Regions from separate parts of the Anas platyrhynchos genome. Here region 2 is linked to region 1. Evidence: chromatin contacts called from public Hi-C data. All regions are on one chromosome and are shown on one strand. Each heading gives the region's core, a stretch centred on a gene start, on an enhancer-like site or on the middle of the called end of the contact. The rest is flanking DNA. Distances are from core to core; before and after follow the strand shown.

Region 1 (4,234 bases), core at 1,525-4,024:
TGCTGGTCACACCTCTGGTGATGCAGCCCAGCACACAGTTGGCCTTCTGGGCTGCAATTACACACTGCTGACTCATGTCGAGCTTTTTGTCCACCCGAACCCCCAAGTCTCTCTCTGCAGGGCTGCTCTCGGTGATTTCTTCTCCCAGTCTGTACTCCTGTCTGGGATTGCCCCAAACTCAGGTGCAGCACTCTGCACTTGGACTTGTTGAACCTCATTCGGTTCACATGGGCCCACTTCTCCAGCCTGTCCAGGTCCCTTTGGATGGTATCTCTTCCTTCTGTTGTATCAATGGCACCACTCAGCTTGGTGTCATCTCCTAACTGGCTTGTATTTTATTTTATTTTATTTTATTTTATTTTATTTTATTTTATTTTATTTTATTTTATTTTATTTTATTTTATTTTATTTTATTTTATTTTATTTTATTTTTTTTTCTGTTGCCGCTCGATTGCCTGCGCTAAGTCCTCCATATGATGAGAATGAAATGCATCCTGGAATCAGCTGAAGGACTAACCACTGCTCATCTCTCAATTAAACCATCAAAATAGACAACAAGCAACACTTAAAATGCTGTGTTGGTTTTCCTGCATGCGCTTGAATTGTCTTAAACCCCCCTCAGCCTGAGAAGGGAAGGGTGTGTTGAGCACACTGAGGCCTTGGACTGCTCCGAACCTGTGGGTAAAGGTTTAAGCAGTCTCTCTGGCTGTATTATCTGAACGCTTTGCCTTGCCAGCCTGGTTGTGCTCCTGAGCTTTTGCTGTGACACTGGGCTGCGTCTGCAACCTCTTTTATAGAGGGGCAGGGCCGAGCTGTGGGAGGCTGCGTGACACCCAGCCCCAGGCAGGAAATCTGTGGTAGGGCTGATGCACTCTTTGCTGCCATTTATGGGGTAACACCCTAACTAACCTTTAGGCCATTTCTTCTCTGAGCCTGTAAGATGATCATTTTTGTCGAAGGCAGCATGGCTGTAAGAATTTCTTAGAGAATAAGCACTTGTGGCTTATGTGGGCTTTGTTCCAGGTGTGGAGGTGGTTGCTGCTGACATCTATCTGCAATGCCATTAATAAACTTGTTTTTTTTTTTTTTTTTTTTTTTTCTTCCTCAAGATGAAATTAACCCCTGCTACTCTTACGGTGTGACCCAGGCAGAAGGTTTTTGCAGCAGGTTGTTTTTCACAATAGGGTTTGCACTTGGCTGCCTCAGAATAATGACGAAACCTTGTGGCGGCGTGTTGCTTCTGCAGGATGCCTGTTTCTTCTGACTTGGAAACTCCAGGCCTGGTTGTGTTTGTTGGGGTTGAGGCTACTTGTTGAACCTGTCTGGGAACGGGGCTCTTTTTGCTGGAGTGGTTAAAATTAGCAGCTAATTTTAAGGAGGGTTTCTGAGGGTCAGATCGGGCAGCATGTGAATTAGCCCTACCACATGCATCATCAGTCGTGCAAGGGGCTGTACAGGCATTGCCTGGAAAGTCCCCGCCCTGATCTGCTTACTATCTAGCCATAAGATAAGAAATGTATGGGGTAATGAAAAAGGAAGCAATGAGACCGTATTAGTCAGCATGACGGTGTTCACCAACAGCAGCCTGATAGCTGGGAAGGCCTATGAGGAGGTTTGCTAGAGGGTAATGAAAGCCCCCAAACTCCCTTCAAAACTCTCCAAAACCAGTGTTCGAGCACTGAATATGATTTCTGAGGATGTGTTGTTGTATGGGGAGGGCACGGGGTGCTGCTCTGAGAAGTCAGGAGGGTTACAGGAGGCAGCTGTGGAGAGGTAAGCACACAACCAGCATGGGCAGCAGGACAATTCTGCCTGCAGGTTGTGCTAGCAGAAAGGGTGTTATTTTCCTCATGAACCTGCCTCAGGCACATACAGACGACATTCCTACCACTTCTGCCACGTGGGCTGTGCGAAGTGATGAGTGGGCAGCTGTCACAGGGATGGATGCTAGGAGAGATGAGGGTCTGGCTGTGTTTCCTCAAGCATGCAGGCAGACAGTGGACACAGCAGTCTGGGGGTGGAAAGCTCTGACTGTACCCCTGACCTCTGTCTGTGTTGTGGTACTGTTGGCCAGCAGGATGTGGTCTGTATGTGTAGATCGAGAATGGGGTCAAGAGGGGCTTGGTAGCTACTGCTCTGCTAGCCAGCTGGGCCATGGCGAGCTATGCATTCCTGTTGTGGCTGCTCTTATACAAAGAAGTGGCTATGGGGAAGCTTCCACAGACAAGCAGGGTCCTGCCAGTGTCTTTCTGAGCCACAGCACTGCCAGAGCGGCCCGGTCTCAGACGGCCAGTGACGACAGCCATACGTGGGTGCTGGCACGGGGCATGGCCGCGGCTGCATTGCCAAGGGAGGCCAGGAAGCAAAGGCAGCCAGCCGATGGTGTGTGGGCTGAATCTGGCCTGCCAGAACAACTTCTTCCTCATGCAGGCTCCCCTGCCATCCTTCCTCAGGGCCCTGCTGCTTCCCCAGGCTCATAAGCACTGAATGTAACCAAAACACAGTTCTTGGATCGGGCTCTCCCTGTCACCGAGGGCTTTCTCCTGACAGACAGCACTTCACCCTCCCTGGCTGCACCTCCAGCCGGGCTCTCGGTTGTCTTTCCTCTCCCAGTTTAGCCTTTTGGTCCCACACTCAGAGCCCAGACAGCCTGGTCGGGGTGGAGATGTTCCAGCTGCCCTCAGGTGCCTGCTGGGGAGGACAGGGCCCATCAAAATGCTGCTAGAGCAGGAGAGCAGAGGGCACAGGGCCTGGCTGGCCACTCCCGTGAAGCCAGGGCACCATCTTGTGGCACGAAAGTAATTTGTCCTCACAGCTGTAGGAGAGCGGTCCTGACTTTCTCAGCCAGACACAGCCTGGTGGTAGTTGCCAGCATTCTTTTTTTTGTTTTAGTCCAGCTTCTTTCCTGTGGTTTTTACTCCTTTCTGTGGCTTTTCCCACCTGTTTGTTTCTCCCCAGCTGCTGGGACCACCTCTCGCAGAGAGGCTTAAGCTAACAAATTTGACCAGCTCCTTGTTGACCCTGACATGTTTTCGCAGACTGAGAAGGAGCTTCAGAGGGAGTTATCTAAGGACAGGCTCTGCTAGGACTTGAGGTGTGACAGCTCCACGTCCATCAGAGCTGCCCAAAGTCAGATCAAAGGTCCATGTCGCCTCATGTCCTCTTCCTGACAGCAGATCCCTAGGGAAGGATGGGTGAAGGCAATGAGGCAGCAGCAGGAGATCTGCTAAGCAGCCTACCAGCCTCCAGTGTGCAGAGCAGGAACATCTTGACATATGCCTCTGTTGGAACAACCTTTCTGGTTGTTCAGACAACTTTTCCCTGCACTAAAAATCACCTTGTCCCTTCTTTCATTCGGCTGCTCTCTGGTGAGAGGTGCTCTGGGTGGATCTCCTTTAGGAGAGGGTAGCACAGGACTGTTTTTCAGCTGTGCTCTTGTGCCTTTCCCATGAGCAGGGAAAAGCAGTGGGGCCACTGAAAATTCACCTGTGCAAATTCACATGTTGCCACCAGAGAGCTCCCATCCTTCACACCAGTCCAAGGGTGAAGAAATGCTGGCCAACAAGGGAAAACTGACTCCACCACATCCCAGCACGTATGGCAAGGGCTGAACTTCACGTTTTCTCTGCCTTATTATTATGGCTATTTTTATTATTTCTGTTGTTATTATAATCGTAGTGCTTGGATGAATTTTGCCCCTTCATTGCAGACTTCATATGGAAGGAGGAATATTTAGGTTGGGAATGCTGAGACTGGCTGATCAGCAAAAACACAGCGAGCAGGTGGATATCTGGTGGCAGCAGTGCAGGTTTCCTCTCTGGTGGTTTTGCATAGTCTTGCTGATGGGATAGCAGGAATGGAAAGGTTTTGCCTGCAGCACACCCTCGCTGTAAACAGCCCCACAGAAGAACACAGCACTACAGAGGAACGTGGCACTTCTTCTTGCACCTGTGACCTATGCTTCACAGAGCTGTTGGCACATACCCTAGGTTTAAGTTTGTACTAATTTGAGTTCGTAATCACTGGTGATAACACTTTTCCTGTTTAATTACTGGGTTGAAGCATTAACTCCCCAGGACAATCTAATTCTGGCTTTTTCCATATTCTTTCCTCCCTACCAGTGCCTGGCTCCTGTTCCCACTCTGGCTCTTTTAACCAACATATATTGCCCCCTGCCCCATTCCTGCTTTGCTGAGGAGACAAGTCGTCTGCCCTTGGAGGAAAAGATGGGTAA
Region 2 (4,211 bases), core at 1,031-3,530, 89 kb before region 1:
CAGAAAGTGGCTCACTTCTGCAATGCTGCTATGCCAAAATTTGCAACAACTCATTCTTCTAAGAAGAAGATCACATTTTTAATGGATTTTTGATCTTGGAATTGGTTACCTGTCAGAATCTGCCACTTGCTGAAAAAGAAGTAATGAACTATGTTAGCACGTTACATCAGGTTTCACTTTGCTGCAGGTGGTAACAAGAAATAGTAAAAGCTGCAGAAGAATACCTAAAGGTCAGACCTGAATACCATAAGCAATTTTTTTTAAGGTATTTTTTCCATCATAAATAGCAGGGTGCAAAAATTAATCTCTTCTCTTCCTGGGGTTTGCCCCTAAATCGAGTTACTGAAGCTGTAGTGTGAACTAAATAGGAGGAAAAAAAACAACCCTTACTCAAACGCAGTAGTGTCTGAGCTTGCAGTTTCTCGGGCCGTTGTTTAATGGCCATTACAATCTTACCCAAGTGCATTAATCAGAACAGAATACACACTGGGTCATTGACTGGGTATTTGTTAAGCTAGCCAGAACACAAAAGAAATAGTTTATGCTGGCTTTGTGTCAGTGGCAGTAGGCAAGACGATACCTGATCAAGCATTAAGCTCAGTTGTAGTAATCTAACCCTCAATAATTTTTAAGGAGTAACCTTATACCAGAGCGGTGCTGTAAATCAGGGGGCCACGAGAATGCTCAGTATTACAAGCACTACAGCTAATTTACTGTAACACTCATGCAGTATTTCAGTAGTATCTAGTATGTATTTTAAATTTACAGCCTGTTTTGGTCTGGAGTACTGTGTCTGGAAACATTTGTGCACATTATGAAGCGAACAGAGGAGAAAGGAAAAGCTTGTCTGCTGCTGTGCTGTTCCACAAAGATGTTCTAGGACCACTCAGAAATAAAGCACGCTTGTACTTAACCTACTAAAGAATCACATGCGTTGTGCGGTTAATCACAGTGACATTTTTGTACAAAGAACTTACATTTATAAGAAAGCAACGGGTCTGGGGCGGCCTGGATCTGCTCTCACACAGACAGAGCAGAACTGGATGGGTATTTCTCTCAGGGGAAGCGTCTCCCTTCTCTCTCAAACCCTTGGTGCTGGTACAGTTGTTTCAAGTACTGCACGATGAGCCGGACTGCAGACTCGAACCGAAATAAAATAACCTGAAAAAACACAAAAAGGAGAACTTTTCTTAACTGTCCCAAGCTTGTTGACTCTGCAGCTCCAGCATTAGCGGCACCAACATAACGGAGGAGGTTTTCCCAGGATACAAACGAGCAGAAACTGAAAGGATCGCTTCAGTGTTCACGGCCATAAGGCACTGCTGCAGCCAGGGCTTCAGGCAGCACCCAGCACGGCTTTTCCTTCTCTCACCGATCGAGCAAACAGGAGCACAAGCTCATTTTAGAGACACTAGGAAAGGGCACTGCTAAGCCACCCTACATGCCTAATTTGAGTACATCGAACCCAGTTATGAAGGTATAATTTTAAGCTACTATCACAGGCTTTTGCCTGATGAGAAGCAGTGTTACTGGTTGATGTAGAGAGGCAATAACAACTTATTTATTTTTTTTCGCCAGAAAAGCAACAGTAAGCCACATTTTTCATCAGAACAACCGCTTCCCCTTTATTTTTCATTGTATCTTCATAAGGTGAGGCTCTGAGAGCCCTGTAACCCCCGGGACCCCGCACAGTTGCTCACTCCCCATCTCTCCACCACAGGTGACCAGCACCCAGCCCTCAGCCTGGAAACCAGGAGCGCGGGGAGAAAAAGGCGCTTCCCCATTAAAAAAATAAAGGTAATAAGGCTCAGCTCAGCAGCCCAGCCTCCATCACAAGCCCATAACGGAAAGAAAGGAGCCCCCCGGCAGGCAGCAGCCCCTCTGCACTGCCCCAAATCCCCTCACAGAGCCGCCCCCCAACACAGCCCCCCCCTCCGGGGCGCCCCCTCAGGGGGCGCCGGTACCTCAGGGCCGCGCTGCCCGCTCGCCAACACACGTGCGGCAGCGACACCGCACACACCGCGCATGCGCCGGCGCCCCGCTGCCTCTCGGGATTTGTAGTTCTCACAGAATTTCTAGGTTGGAAGAGACCTCAAGATCATCGAGTCCAAGCCCCTAAGAACTGTTGCAATGGGATTTTTCTCCTTCTTTAGGTTTTTATCTTTTTTATTTCGAAGGCTCCCGAAACGTTTAAAAGCGAAGGGAAAAAAAAAGAGAGGAAAGCGCCGCCATCTTGGATGAAGGCGAAGCGGCGCCCTGCCCTCACCCAAGATGGCCGCCGCCGCGCGGGGGCCGCCGGGAGGGAGGGGGGCGGTGGCGGTGATGGCGGCGTGAGGCGGCTCCGCCCCGGGCTATATGAGGCGCGGCGGGGCGGGGGGCGGGCGGCTGCCGGCGACATGGCCCTGCTCCGGGAGGACGCGCAGAGCAAGGTGAGGGCTGCCCGGCTGCTGCCCAGGCTCGGAGGGGTAGCGGGGAGCCGCCTGGCTCGGTGTTATGCCCGGGCTGGGTGTGCCGGGGGGCGGCTGGTGCGGGGTGCGTGGGGGCTGCCTCCTCCTCCGAGCTCCCCCCAGCCCTGTGGGGGTGTCTCGGGAGGGAGCAGAGCGGGGTTGGGCGTTTCGTGTTGTGTGGGTGTCCGCTTAGGGCTGCGAATGAGTCAGGGCTTCCCCCTCCTGATCCGCGTGGAAGTTGGTTTTGGGGGAAATATCCGCGCTCACACCTCTTTCTGCTCCGCGTTAAACTTAGCAACGAGTCAAACATCTCTGGATTGATAATAGTGAACCAAAAAGCCTCGCTGTGGGGTTGTGTCTGCGGGTGGGGAGGTGAAATGCCCGCTGTCTCGCAGCACCTGGTGCCTTTGGTCCTGTGCTTCCCTCATCGCTATGGGGGAAGGGGAAGGGGGAGGCGGCTGCCGAGGGTCCGGGAGCTTGAACCCCGGCAGAAAGCAGGCAAAAATTAACCAGGTCGGAGAGGCAGGGGGGCTGGCGGGGGGTTTGGGCAGCCGGGAGGGGGGATAGGAGGGCTGCTGTCTTCTCCGCTCCTGTTTGCTCAAGGAAAGGGCAGCGCGGAGCTGGTGTGTGGCCCCCTGATAAAAACCGGGCGAGGGAAGCTTCGCGAGGTGTTAACCTTGAGTGGGAAGCGCTGGGAGGTGTCAACTGGGAGCTGACCCTGAGCTGGGCAGGCTGGGGAGGGCCGGGAGACGTGGGAAAAGGGAGGGAGGGAGGGGAGGATAAGGGGGGACTGGAGGTGCGGTGGGAGAGGCAGCGTGTGGGGAGGGAAAGGCTCTAAGTGAATCCCACTGCTAACTGAAGGAGTGGGGTTGCCCAGCTTGTGTGAACGTACCGGTGTTTCCTAATGTCGCTGTATTGATTACTGAAGTGCAGGCTTGAGCTTTCTGAATACTTATCCGGATCAAAATGGTGACACTGGGTCTTGTAGCAGCTCTTCCTAAAAAAAAATAAAATAAAATAAAAAATGAAATGTGATGTTGTGGCCAGGGTCTTGTCTGTTATCACTTCCTAACAGCAGTTCTCAGTGCCAGGCAGCTTCTTCTGGGTGCTCTGGGAAGAGTGAGGCCTCTCAGCTCTTGCTTCTGCTCCACAAGGGAACTGCTGCATGGGAGCAAAAAAGAAAAAGAGCTCATTCCGAGATCAACTGCTAGCAAGGTGAATCCTACCGGTCAGGATAATGTACTACCCAGGGCATAAACCTCTGTAAAGCTGGCCCAGCAGCATGGACAAATGGTGAAATTTCAGATCCAAGAGAGCTGGAAATGTATGGTGGGGCTGTGTCGCACAGTCCCTTCTGTCAGCCCTAGCCTCGCTGCAGGAGGCCACTAACACATCCCTGTAAGTGCTGAACATGGCTTAGGGGCTTGCTTCTGTTGCACAGTTTCCATCATAGCTGGGCATATGTCGTGTTACAGGTGAAATAAGGGCTTTCACTTGAAATACGGGATCCTTGAATGCTGCCAGCCCCGTCCCTCTGTAGGTGTGTGACCGCTTGCTTTCTGCAGGGTGAAGCTGAGATCCCTGTGGCAGAGCAGAGTGCTCAGGCCTGCTTGTTGCACAATCACTAGCAACTGGTGCTGTGGCTGTAGACCTTGCCTCCTGCTCACTTGGCAGGCACCACGCGTGGTGAGGAACAGCATCTCAGCGCGGCTAAACCAAGCTGCTGTTTGTCTTACGACCAAGGCTAAGAAGGCATAATGAAAC

What was found. A called contact is a pair of places that touch in the nucleus more often than the background predicts.
Region 2: a contact with region 1 is called in a Hi-C map of skeletal muscle, with 4 times the contacts expected there. The contact joins the promoter of SNX5 here to the enhancer-like site in region 1. A contact is called at or near these places in 2 of 8 Hi-C or Micro-C datasets (both in skeletal muscle).

Annotation. Positions count from the first base shown.
Region 1 is chr3:15,844,636-15,848,869 of IASCAAS_PekinDuck_T2T, reverse strand. No RefSeq gene overlaps it. Among named protein-coding and RNA genes, the nearest start is that of DSTN, 7.5 kb to the left of the region's middle. Within about 2 kb of position 2,774, at least 4 of the 8 cell types and tissues checked have an H3K27ac peak or open chromatin away from gene starts, as enhancers often do.
Region 2 is chr3:15,933,148-15,937,358 of IASCAAS_PekinDuck_T2T, reverse strand. It overlaps SNX5 (sorting nexin 5), which reads left to right and starts at 2,280. Exons shown (of 13, transcript XM_027453556.3): 1 at 2,280-2,429. The coding sequence starts at 2,397. MGME1 (mitochondrial genome maintenance exonuclease 1) reads right to left here and starts at 2,204. Exons shown (of 6, transcript XM_027453560.3): 1 at 1,965-2,204; 2 at 978-1,161.